Linked DNA regions of Mus musculus: regions 2 and 3 are each linked to region 1. The links are chromatin contacts, called in public promoter capture Hi-C maps. All regions are on one chromosome and are shown on one strand. The core of a region is the stretch at or near the end of the contact, and the rest is flanking DNA. Distances in the headings are between cores, read along the strand shown. Region 1 holds the start of Klc3 (kinesin light chain 3). Region 2 holds the start of Bcl3 (B cell leukemia/lymphoma 3). Region 3 holds the start of Cblc (Casitas B-lineage lymphoma c).

Region 1 (4,618 bases), core at 1,261-3,760:
GTTTCTCTGTGTAGCCCTGGCTGTCCTGGAACTCACTCTGTAGATCAGGCTAGCCTCAAACTCAGAGATCTGCCTGCCTCTTCCTCCTGAGTGCGCCACTTCTGCTGGGTTTAATACATGTAATTTTTAAAGAGATAATCCTCCATTACACAGTGAGTTCAGTGCCCACCCCACCCCACCCCACTTCCTTTGGTGATCTTGGGGCTGCCTGAAGTAGCATTTTCTAAGTCTCAGCGTAACATGTGGAGGCATGTGAGGTGCTCCTTCAGCAGTCTAGCCCAGAAAGAGACCCAACCTCAAACTCAGATATACAGTTTCTACTTTGTGAGTATCATTTTCAAAGGCTTTAAAGTCAAAATCTTAACTCAGATGGTCTTATTGGGTACCGCCAGGTTATGACTCAACCTCTGGAGGGGCATAGTGGCCCACACCTTTAAGCCCAGCATTCAGGAGGCAGAGGCAGGAGGAGTTCCATGAGTCCAAGGCCAGCCTGATCTACAGAGTGAACTCTGTCTAAAAATAAAATAAAATAAAATAAAATAAAATAAAATAAAATTTCAGGAGCAGGACCGGATCGAGCAGGAATGGGAAAAAACATTTTGGGGCTGGAGAGATGGCTCAGCAGTTAAGAGCACTGACTGCCCTTCCAGAGGTCCTGAGTTCAATTCCCAGCAACCACATAGTGGCTCACAACCACCTGGAATGAGATCTAATACCCTTTTCTGGAGTGTCTGAAGACAGCTACAGTTTATTTACATATAATAAATCTTTGAAGAAAGAAATAACATTTCAACTTCTCCCCAGATGTGGAGTCTCACACCTGTAATCCCAATACAGAAATGGGAGGATCAGGTGTTCAGGTCACTTCATCTCTACAAACAAAACCAAAATACCATACCATATACGAGGCACGTGAGTAAGATCACCGGTGAGCGCGTGTAGAACCTGGGTAGGCTCAACCTCACACACCCTGTAAGTAGTCAGTCTCACACAAGCTCAGGGTGAGCCATCCTGACTCTGCCCCAGTGTGGCCAGGATCACCACCGCCCTCCCCACCGCACAATCTCAGACCCAAGGGGCCATGCTCCATATGCAGCTTCCCACAGCTCAGCCGCAGCCATCTGCCACTCGAGCTGTCCCCGGCACTCACAGGAGCCCCAAGAGAGCTTCACTAGTCCACAGCAGGCTTGCCCCACACTCACGTGTGTGCACGTATACACACACACACACCTAAGTAAACCTCAGCTTGCAGACACAGTCACCCACATACCCACACACAGCCAACAGTTAGTCAGTGACAGTCACATATCACTGACACAATTCCACACACTCCACCCCCACTGCCACGCAACACCTAGATCCAACCCCATTCCCTGCCACACATGGCCATCTGTGTGAATCAACCACAAGTATACAGTTGACCCAGTATCTCAGTCACACATGCTCAGTGCTATGCACAGTCCGCATGTAACACACACACACACACACACACAGGAGACAGACAAGATCATCCACATTCACTCTGTCCCCATCACTGAGTAACATGGTAGCTCATTTCTTTTACACTCTTACCCACAATGTGACTCTTTCTTACTTTTAAAATATATATAATTTTATATATACATATGTATGTGTATATATATGTTGATACAGATTTTCTCTAATATATATACATATGTATGAATATGTATACATTGACACAGAATTTCTCTGTGTAGCCCTGGCTGTCTTCAGAGATCCGCCTGTCTCTGCCTCCCGAGTGCTGGGATTATAGGTGTGCATCATGATGCCTGGTCCCTAGTCAACTTTTTTCCCTTTATGTACTTATTGTGTGTGCAGAGGCACATGGATTGCCAAGAGAACAACTTGCAACTTAAGGGAGGAGTCCTTTCTCTCCTCCCACCTTTCGGATCCTGTGGATCAAACTTGAGAAATAGACAGTTTGGCATCAACACCTTTACTCTCCTTGCTGGCCCACGTTCCTTTTCTTTTTCTCCCTCCCTTTGGCATCTGTACCCACATCCGCCCTCCTTCTGTCTCTCTCCCTTGAGTACGAAGCCCAGGCTCGCTCGCCTCCAACTCCGCTCCTCCCGCCTCAGTTTCCACAGTGCGCCCTGCCTTACTCTCCCTCTCTTTGCACACCTCGCGCAGGCTCCCTTACCATGCATGTCTTGCACCCTCAGGCTGCAGCGGGGGACCCTCCGACAGCCGGCCAGCCCCTCCCCGCGGCCGCGGAGACCCTGCACCGGACTTCGCGTCACAAGGCCCCGCCCCGCCCGCAGCTGTTTTTCTACTCCGCTAGGGGCCGGGCGGGGCTCCGCGGGGACCCCGAGGCTCATCCCGGCCACCAGGTCCCTGGCTCCCTCCCTCCATCCCTGCGGCCCCCTCGGGAATCCCGAAGCAGCCGCCGCCGTCCCCCGTGCCCACCTGACGGCCGCCCGCCCGAGCCGCCTCGCTGCGCGGAGACCGGGCTGCTCCCGCTGCGCGGCCGCCGCCTTCCCGGAGGCTCCTGAGGGAGGTGGGGCAGGGCAAAGCCACGCCCCCGCAGGTGCGCAGGCCGCGCCCTCCGCCAGCACACATTGAGAAACCTGTGGTCTAGAGGCGGGGCGGGGCCGATGGAGGCAACGCACGCCCCCGCAGGCGCCCAGGCCACGCCCTCTGCCGCAGCATTCGGTGAAACCTGCGTTCCGAGAACTTCTGAAAACTTTATCTGGGGGCCTTCGAGAAGGCTCAGACAGTAAGGGTGCATGCTGCCAATCCTGAGGAGCTGAGTTCGATCCCTGAGACCTTCAGGGTGGACAGAGACGGACTCCCACATGTTGTTTTCTGACTTCTACATGTGTCCAGTCATACATACACAAATATGGAATAAACAGATGGCTCATCAGGTAAGAGTGCTGGCTGCTTTTGCAGAGGACCCAGGTTCGATTTCCAGAACCCACATGTCGGCTCAAAATCATCTGTAATTCCAGTTCCAGGGAGATCCAGCACTTTCTTCCAGGGCCTCCACAGACACACATAAAATAAAGATAAAAATCTCCAAAAAATATTGTTTTAATAATTACAACCTGAAGACCTTGCACAACTATTCCTGGCTGAGAAGATGGTAAGGGCGCTAGCTGCCAAGCTTGACAGCCTGAGTTTCATCTCCAAGAACCATGAAAACTGACTCCTGGGAATTATTCCGGAGTTGGTCAAGGAGAGCCTGGATGGATTCACATGCATGGATGGAACGTGGGCACCCACACACGTGCATTTGTGTATACATACGGACACATAAGTAAGAGGGGTTTTCTTTATTTTAAAGATTTATATTACTGTGCATTGGTGTTCTGCCTGTAGATCTGGGTGAGGGCATCAGATCCTCTGGAACTGGAGTTACAGACAATTGTGAGCCACCATGTGGGTGCTGGGAATTGAACTTGGGTCTTCTGGAAGACCTGAATTGATTAACATGAGCTAACAGTAGTGTGTGCACTGCTGGGAGTGGTACCCAGAGCCCTGTGAATACAAGGAAAAAGCATCTACTATTTAGCTCTCCCTGCCATATATATATTTATAGATATAGATATAGATGTGTGTGTGTGTGTTGATTTTATTAATTCTCTCTGCCCTCCTTTTCTGAGGCAGGGTCTCACTTAATTCTGAAAATACAGCCACTGTACCCTAGTTACCTTTATTTTATTGAGGGGGGATAGAGTCTCCCTATAAAGCTCAGCTGGGCTCAAACTTACAGTCCTGCCTCAGCCTCCTGAATAGCTCCCATGCTGCAGTATCTAAGAATCTCTTAATGTAGGCTCCTGGGTCTTTAATATTCTACAACGCGTGCCCTGTGTCTCTCTGGTCGTCTTCAAGGTCAAGACTGTAGAGTGGCATGATGCAGATGCGCAAAAAGTATTTACAGGATGAACGAAGCAAATTCTAGAAGTTATGAAAGGTCCCTGCAGTGCACGAAACCGCCACCAGATGGCACTGCGGGTCCACGGAGCCGCCTCGGTGTGCTCGCCCTCCAGAGCCTAGATGTCCTCCTCCAGGAAGCTCTCAGTGGCCACTTCTGTGACACCACCCCCGCCCCCCTTCCCAGCCCCAGGCTCGCAGCCTCGTGGCCTCGGGTGTCGTCATCCCTGCACACTCCAGGTCGCCACACTAGAGACAGGTGCCCGCCAAATTGAACTGTGAGTGCATGGCAGCGTCCTGGAACCTGAGTATGAGTTGAAGCCTAGACATAAATCGTGTTGTAACGGTTCTAGTTATTTCTAGAATAAAGAGGAATGGAGAGGGCAGCTAAGTTCTGTGCCACCGCTCTGGTCTTAGGACACTAACAACAGATCTGCTGCACGTTCATCATGAAGCAGACAGGGGCTGGTCAGGTGCAGATCCCAGCTCTGTCATTTGCTGGCTGTGTGCTGTCCTCCGGTTCCTTCTGTACAGAACCAGATTCAGGGAACCTACTTCCGGAGATCGTTGTCCGCAGTTCCTCCAAAGGTTTTTGGGTGGGTGAGACGGCTCAGCATCTAAAGGCTCTCGCTGCCAAGCCTGAAAACTTGAGTTCAAGTCCTGCGGCCATCTGGTGGAAGGAGTGGCCTTACTAAGCACTTCCTCCGCTGTGGCCTGTGTC
Region 2 (4,618 bases), core at 958-3,457, 420 kb after region 1:
CCAGATCCTCTTAAACTGGAGTTAACAAGCAGTGGTAAGTCCTCACAACATGGGTTCTGGGATCTGAACTCAAGCCCACTGTAAAAACAGTGAATACTTTTAATGGCTGAGCCATATTCCCTGTCCCAACCCCCCCCCCCCCCACTTTTTAAAGATCTATTTTTAGTCACTACTTTTTAAGGCTGTATTCACTTTTTTAATGCATATGAATGTTTTGCCTGAGTGTGTACCACATGCCTGCCTGACCCTCTCAGAGGCCAGAAGAGGGCATTGCATTCTCAGAACTGTGAGCTGAAAGATGTGGATGCTGGAAACAAGCTCTAGTCCTCTGCAAGAGCTCCAGAGGCTTTTAACCACTAAACCACCTCTTTGGCCCCCATCCCTTCTTTGAAACGTTGTGTCACTATGGAGCCCAGACTGGCCTCAAACTCAAAAAGATCCTCCTGCCTCAGCTTCCCAAATGCTAGGATTACAGGCATGCAGCACCATGTTGACTACCCCAGGTTCTGTTAGCTTCTCAGACTTGGCCCTCAACACCCAAGATAATGTTCTTGTTCGTGCCCCTCCTCCCTGCTCCTGCACCCTCCATCCCTCACCTCTAACCTCCATCCCTCACCTCTAGCCCCCACCCCTCACCTCTAACCCCCACCCCTCACCTCTAGTCCCCACCCCTCACCTCTAACCCCCACCCCTCACCTCTAGCCCCCATCCCTCACCTCTAGCCCCCATCCCTTACCCTAACCTTCATTCCTTATTCCTATTCCTTCCTACATCACATCTCTTCTCTCACAAATGTCTGACCTCCATCTACAGAAAGGACCCTTAAGGGCAGAGAGAGCCCTGTCACCACCCAGCAGGGGACTTCAGTTATAAGATTACACTGTGAGTAATTAGCTGAAGGAATAAATGACAAGCTAATATCTGGGTGTAGGGGATCTGGGGAGTTGGGGCTGTCAGAAAACTTGTCCTTTAGAACCCTTTTGGATGACAACGTTGGGAAGGGTCATTGCACAGATGGGGAAATGGAGGGCAGGGTTCTCATCAGATGGAGAAGGTCTCTTGTTACATAGTGTCCTCCTGCTGGAGCATGATAGGTAGTAGCTGAAGAACCTGGAGGGCCCAGAGACCTCAGCAGCGCTGGGGTATTTAGCAGATAGTAATGTGCCTACTGCAGGTGGATGTCCCTTCCTGGATATAAAAGTTGAAGAGAAAGGTATCCGGTTTCTTGCTGTCTGACCAGCTCTGGGGTTCCCTTTCTAAAGTCCCCCCTTCCCAGGTCCCCGAATCCCTCTCCTTGGACCGAAGCCCTTCAGTTTCTAAATTCCTTGTGTTCCCTCTCTTAGAACCCTCAGTCCCCAAGCCTGCCCCTAGGGCCACCTGACCCAGGGACACTTGTGAGTGCTCACAACTAGCCTGCAGAATGCAGTCACTATCGCCCTAAGACCTCGGTTCCCAGGATTTTAACCTACCGTATCAGCCTCCTTGGATCCTGGGTCCATTTCTATTCATCTCCCCATATCTGCTTACCAGAACCCCAGTTTCCAAGGTCCGAGTGACGATTATTCATAGTTCTGAACATCTGGTCTCTCCCAACCAGATATTCTGCGTCTCTGGAGTGTCTTGGGATCCCATATCTGCGACACTGGACGCTGTCTTCTGACCCCCATTCCCCAAGGCCATTTGACCCTTGGGCACCTGCCTGGGTGAACTTCTTGGCACGCCCATGGCTGAGCTCCAGGGCCTCTCAACCTCTTTCCTAGCTGTCTTTGGGTCATCAACTTGCACCCTGGAGTCCCAGCTACCAGGAACCCCAACTATTTGTGTCCTGTGTTCTGCTGACCTTAGGTGGCCCCCACCCGGCCCTGACTTTCATGGGGGAGGCCACTCACCCTGGTAGTAAAGGGCCTCCGGCCTGGCCACACAGTGGGGGGGCCCAGGGACAACCGGGACGTCGCAGCCGCTGCGCAGGGCGTCCAGGGGTCCAGCGGGGCTGCGCGTGGTTGCGGGCTCTGGGGACGCGGGGCGCAGCGGGCGTTTGCGGAGTGGCAGCGCGGCGCCCGGGGTGCCCTTGGGCCGGGTGCGCAGGTCCACGGGCCCCTCGTCCATGGCCCCCGCGGGGCATCGGGGCATCGGGCCGCCCGGAGACGCCGGGGCGTGCGGCGAGCTCGGCACGGGAAGGCGGTCTCGCCGGGCAGCGGGACTTCCCCTGCCGCCGACTGAACTGAAGGGACTTTTGTCAGTCGGGGCGGCGCCCGCCTCCCGCCTCCCCGCCCCCGGGCCCCCGGGGCCACCCGTCCGCCCCAGGGGTTTCCTGGACCCGCGTCTCGGAGGCGGAGCTCCTGGTCCCCACCCGCCACTCTGCTCATTGTGCCTCTGGCCGGGAGCTCTGTCTGGGTCTGAGTCCTTGAGATTCTCACATCTTCTGTCTGTCTCTCGCTTTGTTAGACTGGAGCTCCTGTAGCCCAGGCTAGTCTCGAACTCACTATGTAGTAGAGGGTGGTCTTGAACTTCTGTTCCTCCTGTTTCAACCTCCTGAGTGCTGAAATGACACTTGCACTACTGTGCCTTGATCTATTTGTCTGTCTGTCTATCTATCTATCTATCTATCTATCTATCTATCTATCTATCTATCTATCTATCTATCTTTCCAGCCAGCCAGCCTGCCTTCCTTCCTTCCTTCCTTTCTTTTTTTCTTGGACCATGGATCGAAGGCTAGCCTTAAATTTGCTGTGTAGCGGAAGATGACCTTGAACTCCTGATCCTCCCTCCTCTACCTCCCATCTCGCCTGGGACACCATAACCGGCAAACGTTTCTGTTGGCTGGTGGGGGGGGGGGGAGGCTCCTGCGTGCTAGGGATCCATACTTCTAAGCCCCTCCCCCAAATCCCCCATCTCTGAATCTCTTGGCTGTGTCTGGCGATCGCTTCTACTTTTGTGAGCACCTTCCCCTCCCACTGGTCCCATCTTTCCTTTAGTATTTCTGACTCTTTCAGCCATCTCCCTTAGTGCCAACTCTGAAGTCCTTAGAGGCCACAGGGTTGCTAGGGCATGGGTCTGAATCCTGAGTCCTACTTCCTCTTGGGTGACCTTGGCCATGCACTTCTCCCTCTGAGCCGTTTCCTTTTTGCAATGCTGGAGCCTAGGAGCTTGTGCACTTGAGCGATCTCCCAGCCCTCTTTGCGTTCCGTTTTAAGACTAAGCTGTTCGGACTGGCTTTGCCTTTGTTCTGTAGCCCAGGATGGCTTAGAACCTGAATCTTCCTGTCTGAGGTGGGATGCAGGTCTGCACCATCAGGGTGAGCCCAGACTCACTCTTTGTGCGAGAGAAAAGCCCAGCCCAAGGCAGAGACTGGTTCTTGGCAGAAAGTAGCCACCCTCTGCCTTCCTCATGCCTCCTAACTCGCAGGGCACAGGATAGCTAGGGGTGCAGGAGAGCTCTGAATGTGTCTCCTTGCCAGGTCCCTGCACCCAGCCAGAGGCCTCAAAGAACGAAACGCCAATGAATCCCAGATGCAGAGAGAGAGAGGAGATTTGGAGACAGATCCTGAGAGATGCAAGTGTAGATAGGGAGAGTTAAGAGTTTGGACCAGCAGGCCTCACTTAGGGCTCAAGGCCAGACAACTGTGGGGGTTGGGGGGTGTAGGTTGACTCCCTCAGCTTTCCCCACTTCCCTTCCCACCCCAAGGAGGGGCTGGCTGGTGGGGAACAGGCCGGGCTGGTTGGGGCCCTGACTCAAACCCGCTGGAGCCGGGGAGGCGGGGCAGAGGCTCCGCCTCCTCCGGGTCCGCCCCGGGGCGGGGCAGCAGCTCGGGGCTTTCCCGGACATCCCGGGAGGTGGAGCACACACTGGGGTTGAGTCCAGGTCACTGAGTCACAGGGAGGCGGAGGGGGGCGGGGCGGCTTTGTAGACTTAGAGAGGCAGGGGAATAGCACCGCATGGCAAACCTGCTCAGAGGATTCTCAGGGTTCTCTGGTTCTTTCTCTGGATGTTCATGTGTCTCTACAAACCTGGCCCTGCATTCTGTTCCCTGACTCCTTTTTTTTTTCCAGGCAAGGAGACTCTCTTTAGCCCAGGCTGGCCACGAACTAGGGGCGATCTTCTTGCCTCTGCCTCTGTGCTGAAATTACAGGTGAGAGTCACCACCTCCATTTTTCTGTCCCTTTTTGTCCCTGTGCCCTCCGTGGTGCTTCTCTGGGACCGTGTAAGTGGGTGTGGAGTTGTGAAGGGACTTTGGCCGGCTGAGGCCGCACCCAGGTGGATGGTTAACCTGGTTTGTGGGATTCGAAGTGCCAGGCGACCTTACCACTTCCCATTGCCTTTTGTCTCTCCGGCTGCCTCACCCCCCACCCCACCCCATAGTGTTCCATTAAGGTGAATCAGGGGAGCGGCTACTGATTTGAAGAGATCTGTGTTCAAATCTCACCTCCAAGCCACCTGGGGAGTTGCATATTTGAGGTACTCAGGAGCTAAGGAAAGAGTATAGAAAGGTTGCAACTAGCCTGGGCTACAGAGTGAGCTGAAGGCTAACTGGGCAACTTGTGGAGACTCTATTTCAATAATAAGAGTAAAAAATAAAACAAAAACAAAAATGCAGCCTGGATAGTGCAGGCTCAGTATT
Region 3 (4,618 bases), core at 1,222-3,721, 390 kb after region 1:
TCTTTTTAAGATTTACTTTTGGAGCTCAGGGGTTACATAAAATAAAAATAAGTCTTTTAAAAAATATTAACCAAAAAAAAAAAAGAAAAAAATTACTTTTATTTTTAATTCTGTGTACGTGTGCATGCATGTGTGTGTATCTCTGTGTGTGTGTGTAAATCGATATGTGCACATGAGTGTGGATTCCTGAGGAGGTCCGAAGAGGTGTCCGATCCCTTGGAGCTGGAGTTACAGGTGATTATGAGCCATCCATCCTGGGCGCTGGAATCTGGGTCCTCTGCTAGAGCAGAAAGCCCTCTGCCTCTAAGCCAGTGCTCCTCCGCCTTCCTAAGGCTGAGACCCTTCAATACAGTTCTGTATGTTCTGGTGACCCCAGCCATAAAACTATTTTCCTTGCTACTTCCTTTTTGCTACTGTTATGAGTCATAATGTAAACGCCCGTGCTTTCCCATGGTCTTAGGAGACCCTGTGAAAGGGTGGTTGGATGGCCAGGTTGAGAACCACTTCCCAAAGCCATCTCTCTAGCAGGTGCTTTAGCTGTGGCATATACACCAGACTGCAACAAGGCAGGCTGAAAGAAGTAACAAAAATTGTAACAATTGGGGCTAGAGTTGGTTCAGCTGTTAAAAACACTGGCAACCTGTCTTCTGACTCTGACCAGTGTATGCACACTAACAGTGAAAGCTAATTCCAAGTGATAAAAAAGAAATCTAGCCGGGCGTGGTGCCGCGCGCCTTTAATCCCAGCACTCCGGAGGTAGAGGCAGGTGGATTTCTGAGTTCGAGGCCAGCCTGGTCTGCAAAGCGAGTTCCAGGACAGCCAGGGATATACAGAGAAACCCTGTCTCGAAAAAACAAAACAAAAACAAAACAAAAAACAACAACAACAAAAGAAATCTGTAACTGAGCAGTGGTGGTACGGCCTTTACTCTCAGAGGCAGAGGCAGGTGGATCTATGTGGGTTCTGGGCTAGCCTGGTCTACAGAGGGAATTCCAGGATAGCTAGAGCTACACAGAGAAATGGGATCCAAAAACAACCAACCAATCTACCAACCAAACAAGAGAACCAGTTTATTACTCTGGGCTGATTGTGGTGCCAGAGCCCTTTGACCCCAGTACTCAGGAGGCAGAGGGAGGTGGATCTCTGTGAGTTTGAGGCCAGCCTGGTCTACAGATCGAGTTTAAAGGCCAGCTGGAACTACATAAGAAAGAAAAAAAGAAAGGAAGAAAGAAAGGAAGAAAGAAAGAAAAAAGAGATATGTATTTTCATTATATATACACACACACATACATACATATATATACACATATATATGCACATGTGTGTCTCTATATATTATACTATATATATATATGTGATATATATATTTATTTATTCAGGCAAGTCACAACAAGGCTAGGGAGCCAGACCCAAATCACCAGTTTAGACCTTGCTCTGGGTTCCAGCTCCAGTTCTATGCAGTTGTCCCACAAGCCAGAGGGCAGGCACGTCTAAGATCCTTGGAACAGACATCTTTGCTGGAACCCAGACAGGTGGAAGTGGAGGTGGGAGTGGGGGCTGGCCTGTTTCTCAGGCTGGACAGGTGGGTCCAACTCATCCTGCCTCCCCAACAGGAAGTTTGCTCTTTTATTTTTTGTTGTTGTTCCGAGACAGGGTTTCTCTGTGTAGCCCTGGCTGTCCTGGAACTCTTTGTAGACCAGGCTGGCCTCGAACTCAGAAATTCGTCTGCCTCTGTCTCCCAGTGGGATTGAAGGCGTGCGCCACCACTGCCCAGCTGAAGTTTGCTCTTCTAGGAGAGACACACGCCTGCACCCCAGGTTCAAGCTGATCTACAAAAGGAAGAAAGGGGGCCTGGAGGCAAGGGTGCTTAAAGGGGGGAATAATGGGGAGGAAGGCTGGACCTGTACTCCTGGGTCTGATGGAATAAAGGGTCTTGACTTTTGGGTCTGATTGAGGAGAGTTGAAGCTTGTACTTCTGGGTCTGAAGGAGGAGGGTGGAACCTGGACCCCTGGGTCTGAGGGAACAGGCGGCTGGTGGCACACAATCCGGAAATCACTAGTTTGTGACTTGTCTCTGAGGTAGGTTAGCGCTCACCTGAATCTGGAGCCCTCCCGGAAAACATCCTGGTTCACGTCCTTTTTGCCTCGGGGTGGCAGGAGCTCCGCCACCTGCCTGCCTTTGACCTCCAGATTGGCCAGGTAGATGGCCAGAAAGTCATCGGCGCCACCGGGACCCTCGGGGTCTTCCCTGGCCTCGCGCCGGGCCTTTGCCACCTCTCCAAGTAGCTGCGCGGTGCGGGGCAGCAGGTCCCGCAGGGACGGGGGCCCCGTGACCATCCTGGGATCCCTGCATTGCTCTTCTAGGCGCTGGAGCAACTTCACCGCCCGGCTAAGCGCGCGTGGCTCGCCCCGCTGCCACCCTCGCGGGGCTGCCGCCGCAGCCATGGGTCCCTCGGGTGGCTTGGGACTGGGACGGAGGGGTGTGGCGGGGAAAGGCTCCAGGTAGGGGCGGGACCAAGAGGGAGCAGGGGGCAGGTCCTGGAGGACCAGGAGGGGACTGTAGGTAAAAGGGGCCGGCCTGGAGAGTCTGAGGGAGGACGGCTGAAGCTGGACGCCTGTAGAGTCTGAGGGAGGAGAGCTGGGACTAGACCCCTGGGTCTGAGAGAGGAGGGCTAGAGTCTGGATTTATTGGTGTTGAGAAAAGAGGTGGTTCCGCAAGTAGGGCTCTGGGACAAGGCACCCTTTCATGAATTGTGGCTGAAGCTGTCAGTCTTTCTTCATAGGGGAGTCAGAGAGCTGAGTCTTCTAAGAACAGAAAGTCAAGTAGTTACTCTATGTCCCCGAGGTAAGGTACTAGAACCACCGGAGTTCGGGCTCCCGTGGCAGGTAAGGGAAATTTAGTTACAGTTTAAGTACCCAGATTTTCAAAAGAGGTGAAAGGGGTGTGGCGGAAAGTGGCGTTCAGGAATGCACAGGGCTGCAGGAAGTGGCTGCCGGGCAGGTTTGCACCCCAACCTGCCAGACCTGTAGGTCCGCCCTGATTATGCTTCAGACAGCCACCAGAGGGCGCCGTGGACACGGTTCTCTCTGCCCCAGGGCACCCAGGGCATCCAGCAAGCCAGCCACCACCCCAGCTAGGCCCGGTACTGACTCCTCAGCCTGCCTGCTCTCTCACTCTCTCCTTCTCCCTTCCTCTCCCTTCCTCTCCCTCCCTGTTTGGCAAAAACTCCAGATCCAGGAGATCTGAAGCCTCTGTCCTCTGAAGACACCCTGGGTAAGCACACACACACACACACACACACACACACACACACACACACACACTTTGTTGTTCTAGCTTTGTTTTTTTAGACAGTATCTCACCATACAACCCTGGGCGTCCTGGAACTCTCTCTGTAGACCAGGCTGGCATCAAGCTCACAGAGATCTGTCTGCCTCTGCCTCCCAAATGCTTGGACTAAAGGCACGGGGCATGCCTGGTACAATATCTTTTATTATTAAAAAAAAAAAATCCCAGCACGATGGAGTCAGAGGGAGACTAATTTCTGATTTAGAGCCAGCCTGGTCTACACATTGAGAGTTCCAGGTAAGCCAGAGTTACACAGAGAAATCCTGTCTCCAAAACAAACAAACAAACAAACATAAAAAATTGAAGTTGAATGTGTTTTCAGATAATTTTAAACCTAATTATTCAGGAAGAAGAGAACAAAGATGTTGAATTATGGTCCAGCCTGGGCTACAAAGCAAGGTTCTGTTTCTAACAACCGAACGGGGTTGGGAATTTGGCTCATTGGGTGAAAGTGCTCCTCACCAATCCTGACAGCCTGAATTTGGTTCTCAGAACCCACAGAGTGGCAGGAGAGAAGGGAGTAATATGAGCTGTCCTCTGACCTCCACATGTGTCCACAGTCATGCACGCACGTAAATAAACAGACATAAACCCAAAGAAAAACAAACTTCTCCCAAACCACCCAATCCATCCCCAACACACACACACACACACACACACACACACACACACACACACACACAAACAAAACCTAACAGAAGGCCCATCTTTGGGATCTTTGGGGCTGGGTTGGGATGTAGCTCAGTTGGTGAATGTTTGTCCAGAACATAAAAAGCCCTGGGTTCCACCCCCAGAATCACAGACATGAATTATAGTGACCTGTGCCTGTTAACTTGGGAAGAGGAGGCAGGGAAATTACCAGTTCAAAGTCTACTTCATCTACATATCAAGTTCGTAGATTTGGTTTGGGCTATGTGATCACCTGCCTCATTCCTTCCCCAATAAAATGACCAAAATTAAAATACTATGTATGGTATGATTCTATTCCTATGAAATATACAGAATAGGTGACTTTAAAAATTAAAATATAGTCAGGCAGTGGTGGCGCACGCCTTTAATCCCAGCACTTGGGAGGCAGAGATAAGCAGATTTCTGAGTTCGAGGCGAGTCTGGTCTACAGAGTGAGTTCCAGGACAGCCAGGGCTACGCAGAGAAACCCTGTCTCAAACAACAAAAACAAAAACAAAAACAAAAACAAAAACAAAAACAAAAAAACCCAACAACAAAAAACACCAACCAACCAAAAAAATATAATATGTATTATGTTTT

What was found. Promoter capture Hi-C pulls out the DNA fragments that hold promoters and counts their contacts. Capture Hi-C pulls out chosen DNA fragments and counts their contacts.
Region 2: a promoter capture Hi-C map of liver shows a contact between it and region 1. The contact joins the promoter of Bcl3 here to the promoter of Klc3 in region 1. A contact is called at or near these places in 8 of 39 promoter capture datasets (the C10 cell line, the HPC-7 cell line, HPC-7-derived erythroid cells and 5 more), 1 of 15 datasets of contacts at CTCF or cohesin (embryonic stem cells), 2 of 484 Hi-C or Micro-C datasets (both in embryonic stem cells), 3 of 115 datasets of contacts at active chromatin or transcription factors (embryonic stem cells, large pre-B cells and stem cell-derived neural progenitor cells) and 2 of 9 other capture datasets (adipose tissue and liver).
Region 3: a promoter capture Hi-C map of the HPC-7 cell line shows a contact between it and region 1. The contact joins the promoter of Cblc here to the promoter of Klc3 in region 1. A contact is called at or near these places in 15 of 39 promoter capture datasets (the C10 cell line, the HPC-7 cell line, HPC-7-derived erythroid cells and 10 more), 2 of 15 datasets of contacts at CTCF or cohesin (embryonic stem cells and large pre-B cells), 37 of 484 Hi-C or Micro-C datasets (the AtT-20 cell line, the Ba/F3 cell line, CD4 T cells and 17 more), 2 of 115 datasets of contacts at active chromatin or transcription factors (embryonic stem cells and stem cell-derived neural progenitor cells) and 3 of 9 other capture datasets (adipose tissue, embryonic stem cells and liver).

The regions. Positions count from the first base shown.
Region 1 is chr7:19,401,594-19,406,211 of GRCm38.p6, forward strand. Klc3 (kinesin light chain 3) reads right to left here and starts at 2,511. Exons shown (of 13, transcript NM_001286039.1): 1 at 2,428-2,511. It overlaps Gm38954 (a long non-coding RNA gene), which reads left to right and starts at 4,096. Exons shown (of 3, transcript XR_881873.2): 1 at 4,096-4,175.
Region 2 is chr7:19,820,548-19,825,165 of GRCm38.p6, forward strand. Bcl3 (B cell leukemia/lymphoma 3) reads right to left here and starts at 2,208. Exons shown (of 9, transcript NM_033601.3): 1 at 1,890-2,208. The coding sequence starts at 2,130.
Region 3 is chr7:19,794,338-19,798,955 of GRCm38.p6, forward strand. It overlaps Cblc (Casitas B-lineage lymphoma c), which reads right to left and starts at 2,472. Exons shown (of 12, transcript NM_023224.5): 1 at 2,096-2,472. The coding sequence starts at 2,445.